Regions from separate parts of the Mus musculus genome. Here region 2 is linked to region 1. Evidence: chromatin contacts called from public Hi-C data. All regions are on one chromosome and are shown on one strand. The core of a region is the stretch at or near the end of the contact, and the rest is flanking DNA. Distances in the headings are between cores, read along the strand shown. Region 1 has its middle 8.2 kb from the start of Gm50340. Region 2 has its middle 19 kb from the start of Dagla.

Region 1 (4,354 bases), core at 362-2,861:
TGCGCCACCACACCCGGCTATTGGTCTACTTTTTAAATAAGCTACTTATGAGACCTTACATAAGAATACTACAGATATTTATCTGTTCGTGACTTAGTTATAGTAGCAAAATGTCCTCAAGGTTTGTCAGTGCTGTAGAATGGTAGAATTTCATTTTCTAAAGGCTTCATACTGTCCCATTAACAAACTAAAATTTAAAGCTTATTTGTTGGTTGTGGGGTTGGACACATTTCATTACAGAGCCCGGAAAGGTGCAACATAAAGATGTCTAGTACCAGAGCAGCCTAGGCTATAGAGACTCTTCAAAAAAAAAAAAAAAAAAAAAAAAAAAAGAAGAAAAGCTTATTCTCTCCAGGGAAGCAGGTAGGATAACTGAAGATCTTCACCCTTTCCCCCAGACTCATCCCCAGCTCTCTAGTGGACTACCTCTCCTCACTCTCTTCCCCCCAGTCCCGAGGGACTAAGCAGATGCTGGTGGAATGCGCTGCTTTCCTGTCTTTCTCTCTCCTGTGAATCCATCCTGTAGCTCCCCGCCCCCAGCTCATTCCTACGTGATAGCTCTCAATACCTAGGAACCCATCTTACTTGAGATCCCCGAGTGGTCACACCTATCAGAAGAATTTTCCTACCAGGCATCAGACAGCCACCACATTCTCCTAAGAACCAGATAGGTCAACAGCAACCAAGGAACAAAACACTCACTCAACAAAGACAAGACCAGATATCAGCACCTAGTGCTACAATCTTCCCAAACCCAGATGCCGAGACACCAGCATAATAACACAGCATCAGCCAGGACAATATGTCTCCACTAGAGCCAAACCACCCTACCACAGCAGCCCTGGGGAACTGCAAACCAACTGAAGCACAAGAAAAAGACATTAAGATAGCCTTTATGAGTATGATCAAGAAAATGAAATATCCTTTAAAGACATCTATGAAAACACAAACAGTGGAAGAAAATGAGTAAAACAGCTTAAGACCTGGAAGTGAACATAGAATCAATTAAAAAAAAAACCTGAGGGAAATCTGGAAATGAAAAATGCAGGAACTCAAACAGAAGCTCACCACCAGAACACACAAGCTAGAAGAGAGACTCTCAGGTGTTGAAGATATGATACAAGAAATGGAGCCTCAATCAAAGAAAATGCTAAACCAAAAGAAAAACAAAATCCCAGCACTTGGGAGGCAGAGGTAGACAGCTGTCTCTAAGTTTGAGCCCAGCCTGGTCTACAGAGTTCCAGGATAGCCAGGGTTGCACAGAGAACCCGTCTTGAAAAAATCAGAAACAAAACAAAACAAAACAAAACAAAAGAAGAGAAGACAAAATGAAATGGCTCATACATTTGAATGCCTCTGAGGCACAAAGCTTTTATCTACCAAGCTGCTTTGTAAAGTAATCCTTGTGTTACTCAAATGCTGATTTCTCTGCCTTCATAGCCTGTTTCAATCCAGACATAGCATTTGTAATGTCTGACTCAAGTTTGTGTAAACAGTTCTTATCATTTATTTTCTGCCTTGTCAATAAATGCTGATCACCCAATGGCTGGGCAGAAGGAAGAATAGGCCTGGATATCTGCCTGCCAGAGAGAGCAGAAAAGGAGAGAGGGAGACTGAGATAAGCCAGGAGGATGAAGAAACTGGAGCCATGAGGAAGGGGTCCAGAGAGAGCACAGAAACATACCTGAAGCTCCAAGAGCAAGACTGTATTAGTCAGGGTTCTCTAGAGTCACAGAACTTATGGGTAGTCTCTAGATAGTAAAGGAATTTATTGATGACTTACAGTCGGCAGCCCAATTCCCAACAATTGTTCAGTCGCAGCTGTGAATGGAAGTCCAAGGATCTAGCAGTTACTCAGTCTCACGCAGCAAGCAGGCGAAGGAGCAAGAGCTAGACTCCCTTCTTCCAATGTCCTTATATTGTCTCCAGCAGAAGGTGTAGCCCAGATTAAAGGTATGTTCCTTAAACTCGGAGATTCAATCTTCTGGAATCCATAGCCACTATGGCTCAAGATCTCCAAACCAAGATCCAGATAAGGATCTCCAAGCCTCAAGATAAGGGTCACTGGTGAGCCTTCCAATTCCGGATTGTAGTTCATTCCAAATATTGTCAAGTTGACAACCAGGAATAGCCACTACACAGACCAATAAGAAGAAGCAGTCTATTGGGGCCATGGCTGGGAGGCAGCCAGATTAGGGATTAAGATCATTTAGCTGCTCAGAGATTTAGGTACACTTTTAAATACATCTTGGTTTCTCTGTTTTTTTTTTTTTTTGGGGGGGGAGGCTAGCATAAAGTAGAGAAATACAGGCACTGGATTAGTTAACGAAGTACATATATTAAAAATAATTTGTGGGCTGGAGAGATGGCTCAGTGGTTAAGAGCACTAATTGCTCTTCCAGAGGTCCTGAGTTCAATTCCCAGCACCTACACAGTAGCTATAATGGGATCTGATGCCCTCTTCTGTCCTGCAGACAAATAGAAAGACAGAGCACTCATATACATAAATAAATAAGACAAAATATTAAAAAAGCATTGCTAAAAAAAAAAAAAAAAGCCGGGCATGGTGGCGCACGCCTTTGATCCCAGCACTTGGGAGGCAGGGGCAGGTGGATTTCTGAGTTTGAGGCCAGCCTGGTCTACAGAGTGAGTTCCAGGACAGCCAGGGCTACACAGAGAAACCCTGTCTTGAAAATCAAAATCAAAAACAAAAACAAAACAAAACAAAACAAAAAAACACCAAAAAAAGAAAAACTTTAATTTGTTTTATTCCCCCTATCTCTGTCACTCCACGCTCCCTACAGATCTGCATGTAGAACTCGCAGCATCATGTCTGTCTGGATGTAGAACTCTCATCATCACGTATGTCTGGATGTAGAACTCGCAGCATCATGTCTGTCTGGATGTTGCCATGCTTTCCACAATGATGACAATAGATTAAATCTCTGAAACTGTAGCCAGCCCCAATTCAATGCTTTCCTTTATAAGAATAGCTGTGGTTATGATGTTTCTTCACAGCAAGAAAACACTGACTAAGACAAAGGCACAGAAAGTATTTTCAACAAAATTATAGAAGAAATTTTCCCTAATGTAAAGAAGGAGATGCCTATCAAAGTACAAGAAGCACGCACAATGCCAAATAGACTGGACCAGAAAAGAAAGTTCTCTCAGCACATAATAATTAAAACACTAAATGTATAGAACAAAGAAAGAATATTAACAGCTGCAAGGGAAAAAGACTAAGTACTATATAAAGGCAGACCTATTAGAAATATACTTGACTGAGACTCTCCAGAAGGGCCAGGGCAGATGTGCTGCAGACTGAAAGAGATCACAGATGCCAGTCCAGACTGATGTACCAGCAATCACAATAGATGGAGGAAATAAGATATTTCATGAGAAAACCAAATTAAAGCATTATCTATCTACAAATCCATTCCTACAGGAAGCACTAGAAGGAAAACTCCAAACTACAGTGGTAACCACATCCAAAACAAAACAAAACAAAACCCAACCCCCCCAACAAAGACTAAATAATCCCACACAAGCAAATCAAGAGGGGAACACACACACACACACACACACACACACACACACACCCTACAACAAAATAACATAAATCAACAAACACTGCTTATTGCTACCTTTCAATATCAATGGTCTCAATCTGCATCCCCACCTCAAACACAGACTAATAGAAGGGATGCAAAACCAGGATTCATCCTTTTGCTGCATCCAGGAAATACACATTCACTTCAAGGACAGTGTCACTTCAGGGTAAAAGGATGGAAAGATATTCCAAGCAAATCAATCTAAAAGAAAGCTGGTATAATAATTTTTTTAAAAAATGGTTCTTTTTTTAAAAGATTTATTTATTATTATATATAAGTACACTGTAACTGACTTCAAACGCACCAGAAGAGGGCATCAGATCTCATTACAGGTGGTTGTGAGCCACCATGTAGGTTGCTGGGATCTGAACTCAGGACCTTCGGAAGAGCAGTCAGTGCTCTTACCCGCTGAGCCATCTCACCAGCCCGTATAATAATTTTAATATTTGACAAAACAGACTTTAAACCAAGGCTGTCTTTTTCTTTTTTTCTTTTTTTTGGAGACAGGGTTTCTCTGTGTAGCCCTGGCTGTCCTGGAACTCACTCTGTAGAACAGGCTGACCTTGAACTCAGAAATCCACCTGTCTCTGCCTCTCCAGTGTTGGGATTAAAGGCGTGTGCCACCACTCCCCAGCAACCAAGACTGTCTTAAGAGGCAAGTTCACAGTACTAAGGGCCTACATTAAAGAACAAAACAAACAACAACAGCAACAACAAAACTGGAAAGATCTCAGGTGTAACAG
Region 2 (4,023 bases), core at 536-3,035, 420 kb before region 1:
TTCCAGGGGATTCTAGAGTTTGTGATACAGCTGGCTCAGTCAGATCTTTATAACACAGGGACTGGTAAAGCTGAGACTTGAAGGTTCACACCTGGAGGCCTTGTGGTGTCAAGAGGACCTATATTTCCAGCAATCAACATGAGGGGTAATTGGGGGCCATGAAGGAACCCGAGTAGAGACTGTGGAGTAGAAAGATGTAGCTGAGGGCTAGAGAAGTGGCTTGCTTGCTTAGTAAGCCCTAAGCCTGAGGCTAAAGTTCCCAGAACCCATAACAAGTGTCTCACAACTACCTACAACCCAAGATTCAGGAGGTTGTGTAGCCTCCAGGGAGTCTATCTGGCCTCCAGGGGCTCCGTGTAACCCCCAGAGAATCTGTGTAGCCTCTAGGGATCTGTCTCTCCTTCAGGAGATCTGTCCAGCCTCCAGGTATCTGTCAGGATATCTGGGCATCTGAGCACATGTGGTTCACATATATGGAGACATGAACATACAAACACATATGTTTTAGTCAAATAAGTAGTTTTTAAAGAAGAAAGATATAGATGGGTTGGCAGGAAGAGGCTGAAGCTGTTACTGACTGCACAGTAGGCTTTCATATTGATTAGAACATTGACATTCATAAAAAGAGGCCAGACAATAAGATGTTTACAGTGAGACTCACCGGGGGCACAGAATGACAGCTTTGTTTCCTTTTTATGTTTTCTCATCTGCATGTTAGACTTTGAGGATAACAAACTTGTCTTAATTTTATTTTGAAACAAGATCTCAAACGCTCAGACTCCAGCAACCCTTGGCAGCCAACCCTGGGCTGCTGGATCGCTGAGACTACAGACTTTGTTCCATGCTGGGTCCTTTTATTTATTTTTTGTTACAGGAGATCAAACCCATGGCCTTTTTGATTTGAGGCAAGAGCTCTGCCACTGAGCTACACCCCAGTCCTTAAAAGGCTATTTTATTTACCAGTTGGGGGTGTGGCTTGATAAAGTGCTCATCCAGGATGCCCAAAGCCCTGGGTTCGATCCCTAGCTCTTCCAGTATAAACTGCCTGGTCTTGGGCAAGAGACTGCTTCTCCAGGCTTCAGTTAACCCCACCTTCCATGCTGTTGCTTTGTTGTTGTTGTTGTTCTTGTGGTGGCGGTGGCGGTGGTGGTGGTGGTGGTGGTGGTGGTGGTGGTGGTGGTGGTGGTGGTGGTAATTGAACACAGGGCTTTGAATTTGCTAAACAAGAGAGTTCTACCTCTGAGCTATCGCCCCAGTTTGTTAACGTCCCCATTACAAATGATGGTGAGTGCAGACTCTGACTCCCAGGACTCGTTGAAGGCTATATGAGTTGAAGGTGGGCCCCAGTGCCTGGTGACTAAGAGGTATGAACGTCATTTTTATTGGCCATTCACTATGTATATAATTGACTTGTGGATGGTGTAGTCCCAGTGCCTGGTGACTAAGAGGTATGAATGTCATTTTTATTGACCATTCACTATGTATATAATTGACTTGTGGATGGTGTGACTATGGAGAGGGGGAGATAGCCCAGCTTCCAAAAGTCTCACAGAGCACATCCTTTGTTCTGTTCAGCATCTATTGCCAAGCACATCTCGGGGAAGTCAGCAGCAGCCAGATACCTCCAGTTAGCTCTGCTCTGATGCTATGTCCCAGGACTCACTCACAAGGTCTTTCCACCCCCTTCCCAGACACTAGAAATTGGCCCCTACCCTCTGCTCTTTGTGGCTGCTATCATACACGTGGCTCAAAGAACAATTGCTGAATGAGTCCCAGTCAGCTCCTCAGAGGACTCTGGGAGATCTGCAAGGACGTCTTCTTGGTCACAATAGCTGTGTGCATCTGTGTGTGCACGAGTGTGACCTGTTTATATATAAACACGAAGTAATCTTTCATGCTTCTTATATACACAGAGTTTTCTGGGAACGAGACTATTGTGTATTCAGAGAGAAGATTGTCCTTTGTTTTGTTTGGCATCTTGCCAGGACTCGGTGCCTAATTCATGTCACTGGCAACAGGGCGGCTCGTGGTGTCTGAGTCAGCTTCACAGCCACCTGTGTCCACTGTCCTTGTGGCTGCTGTGGCCCTCACGGTTGCTTCTCTAGGAGCAAATGTGGGGCCATGAAATCCTATCTGCCTCTCAGAGTCAGTTTGCGTCCTGCGTCCTGAAGTTCGTATTATTTTATTATGAATCACTTTTTTTTTTCCTTCATGGTGTAGTTAGGATATTACATTGATTTTTTTTTCATTTGTTTAAAAGCATATGTGCACACAGGTGAGGTTATTTATGAATTTCATTTCTACTCAGAGAAGGGAACACTAGGAAATATTTGTCATAGGAGTCAGGTACCACCAGCCTGCAAACCCCCACTCCAGAGCCCACATTTGTATAATTCAGGAGACCCATTTCTGAATGGGCCTCAGCACCAGCCTTCAGCCAGGAGAAGGCTGTCGCTGAGACGAAATACTCAGCTGTTCACTCGCCTGTGGGATGTGGAATCTACCTCCATTGCTGTTCTGTTAAATGGAGCCTTTCCCTCTCCCCCAAGGGGTTTTTCCATGACTAGTCTTTTTGCCCACTCCTGCCAGTCAGTGTCTTTTCCAGACTCCCTCAGGTCTGGAAAAAAGCACCTATGTGGTCTAGCCAGGCTGTCCCCTCACGTGCTGCCACCCAGCTTCCTTGCCTGGGTGCAGAGGCCTCTTCTCTCTGGAATGTCCAGTCGGCATCTCTGCCAGCTCCCACCACCCACCTTCCCTTCACCGTGCTGTACCCATGACTTCCCATTCTGTTCTGGCATCTCCAAGATACTTCTAGAAAACTGTTCCCACTCAGGCCTGGAACTGGCCAGACAGAAGTGGCTGCCGGGGGGAAGGGGAGCAAAATGTTCTATTTGAAAGATTCCAGGGAAGAATCTCATCCCATCCAAGACAGATCCATTGTGAGACAGAGGGTAAGGTATCTCCCTACATACCTAGGCCAGGTGGGCTTTCGTGGTCCCGTCCTTGACCCTGACATTCAACTACACGGTCTCTGGCCCAGTGGGAATACCACAGGCTGCTTTGGGATAAATTAGTAGACACTTTGCACAAAGATAGGGCCAAACATGCCCAGAAGCTCCTCCCATAGACAGCTATCAGCAAAGTCACTTCTCTGCAGTAATGAGGACAGTGAGGTTGGGCATCCCTGGGACTCCGTGGATCCTCAGTGGAGGGAGGGCAGAGAGGTTGGCCTGGTATCAACTCAGATTAATGCTGATGGTGGTTTAGATAGCAATGGAGACTGAGGCTGAAGGAAATCTAGAGTTTCCTGTCTGGATCTGTGCAAAGGACTTGGTTGATTTAATATGACATTATAGCCTTGTGTAGTGGCAAACACTTGTAATTCCATCACTTGGGAGGTAGAGGCAGGAGAGTTGGGAACTCAGGGCCAGCTTTGACTACACAGTGCATTTAAAGCTAGCCTGAGTTACATGGTTCCCTGTCTCAAAATAGACAATAATTAATCAAATAGCAGCCCCCCTTGATATTTTTTTAAATATGGTTTTGTATGACCCAGGCTGGTCTTGAACGTGCCATGTGGCTGGGATGACCTTGAACTTGGATCCTTCCTCCTGCCACCTCCTAAGTACTGTTATAACAGGTATGTGCCACACTTCTTAGTTCATGCTACACTGAATGGAGCATTCTGGGGAGAAATAGAAACAGGGTGGACCAGAGGTGGTGGGAGATTGTAAATAGCCATTGGAGAGTCTTAGAAAGACCAAGAAGGATGCTGGCTGAACTGTGCTACCATTTTAACAGGATCTCACAGGGATAGGGAGTCTGGGAGATGGAGAACAGACACCTTCTGTCTCATGTAAACTCCAAATAAACTCCTTGCTGACTTACATCCAGGGTCTATCTCTTGCTTTCAGAACTCTTAAATTCTAGTCTCTCCTATTTCATTGTTTATCAATAGCTGAACTTTTAATCTACTTTTACTTTTAAAATCATGTATATATGTGATGGGGTCTGTGCACATGT

What was found. Hi-C and Micro-C count contacts between places; a contact is called where the count stands out from the background.
Region 2: a contact with region 1 is called in a Hi-C map of extraembryonic endoderm stem cells, with 1.9 times the contacts expected there. A contact is called at or near these places in 1 of 484 Hi-C or Micro-C datasets (extraembryonic endoderm stem cells) and 1 of 130 datasets of targeted methods (pancreatic cancer cells).

The regions. Positions count from the first base shown.
Region 1 is chr19:9,905,743-9,910,096 of GRCm38.p6, reverse strand. No RefSeq gene overlaps it. Among named protein-coding and RNA genes, the nearest start is that of Gm50340, 8.2 kb to the right of the region's middle.
Region 2 is chr19:10,321,448-10,325,470 of GRCm38.p6, reverse strand. No RefSeq gene overlaps it. Among named protein-coding and RNA genes, the nearest start is that of Dagla, 19 kb to the right of the region's middle.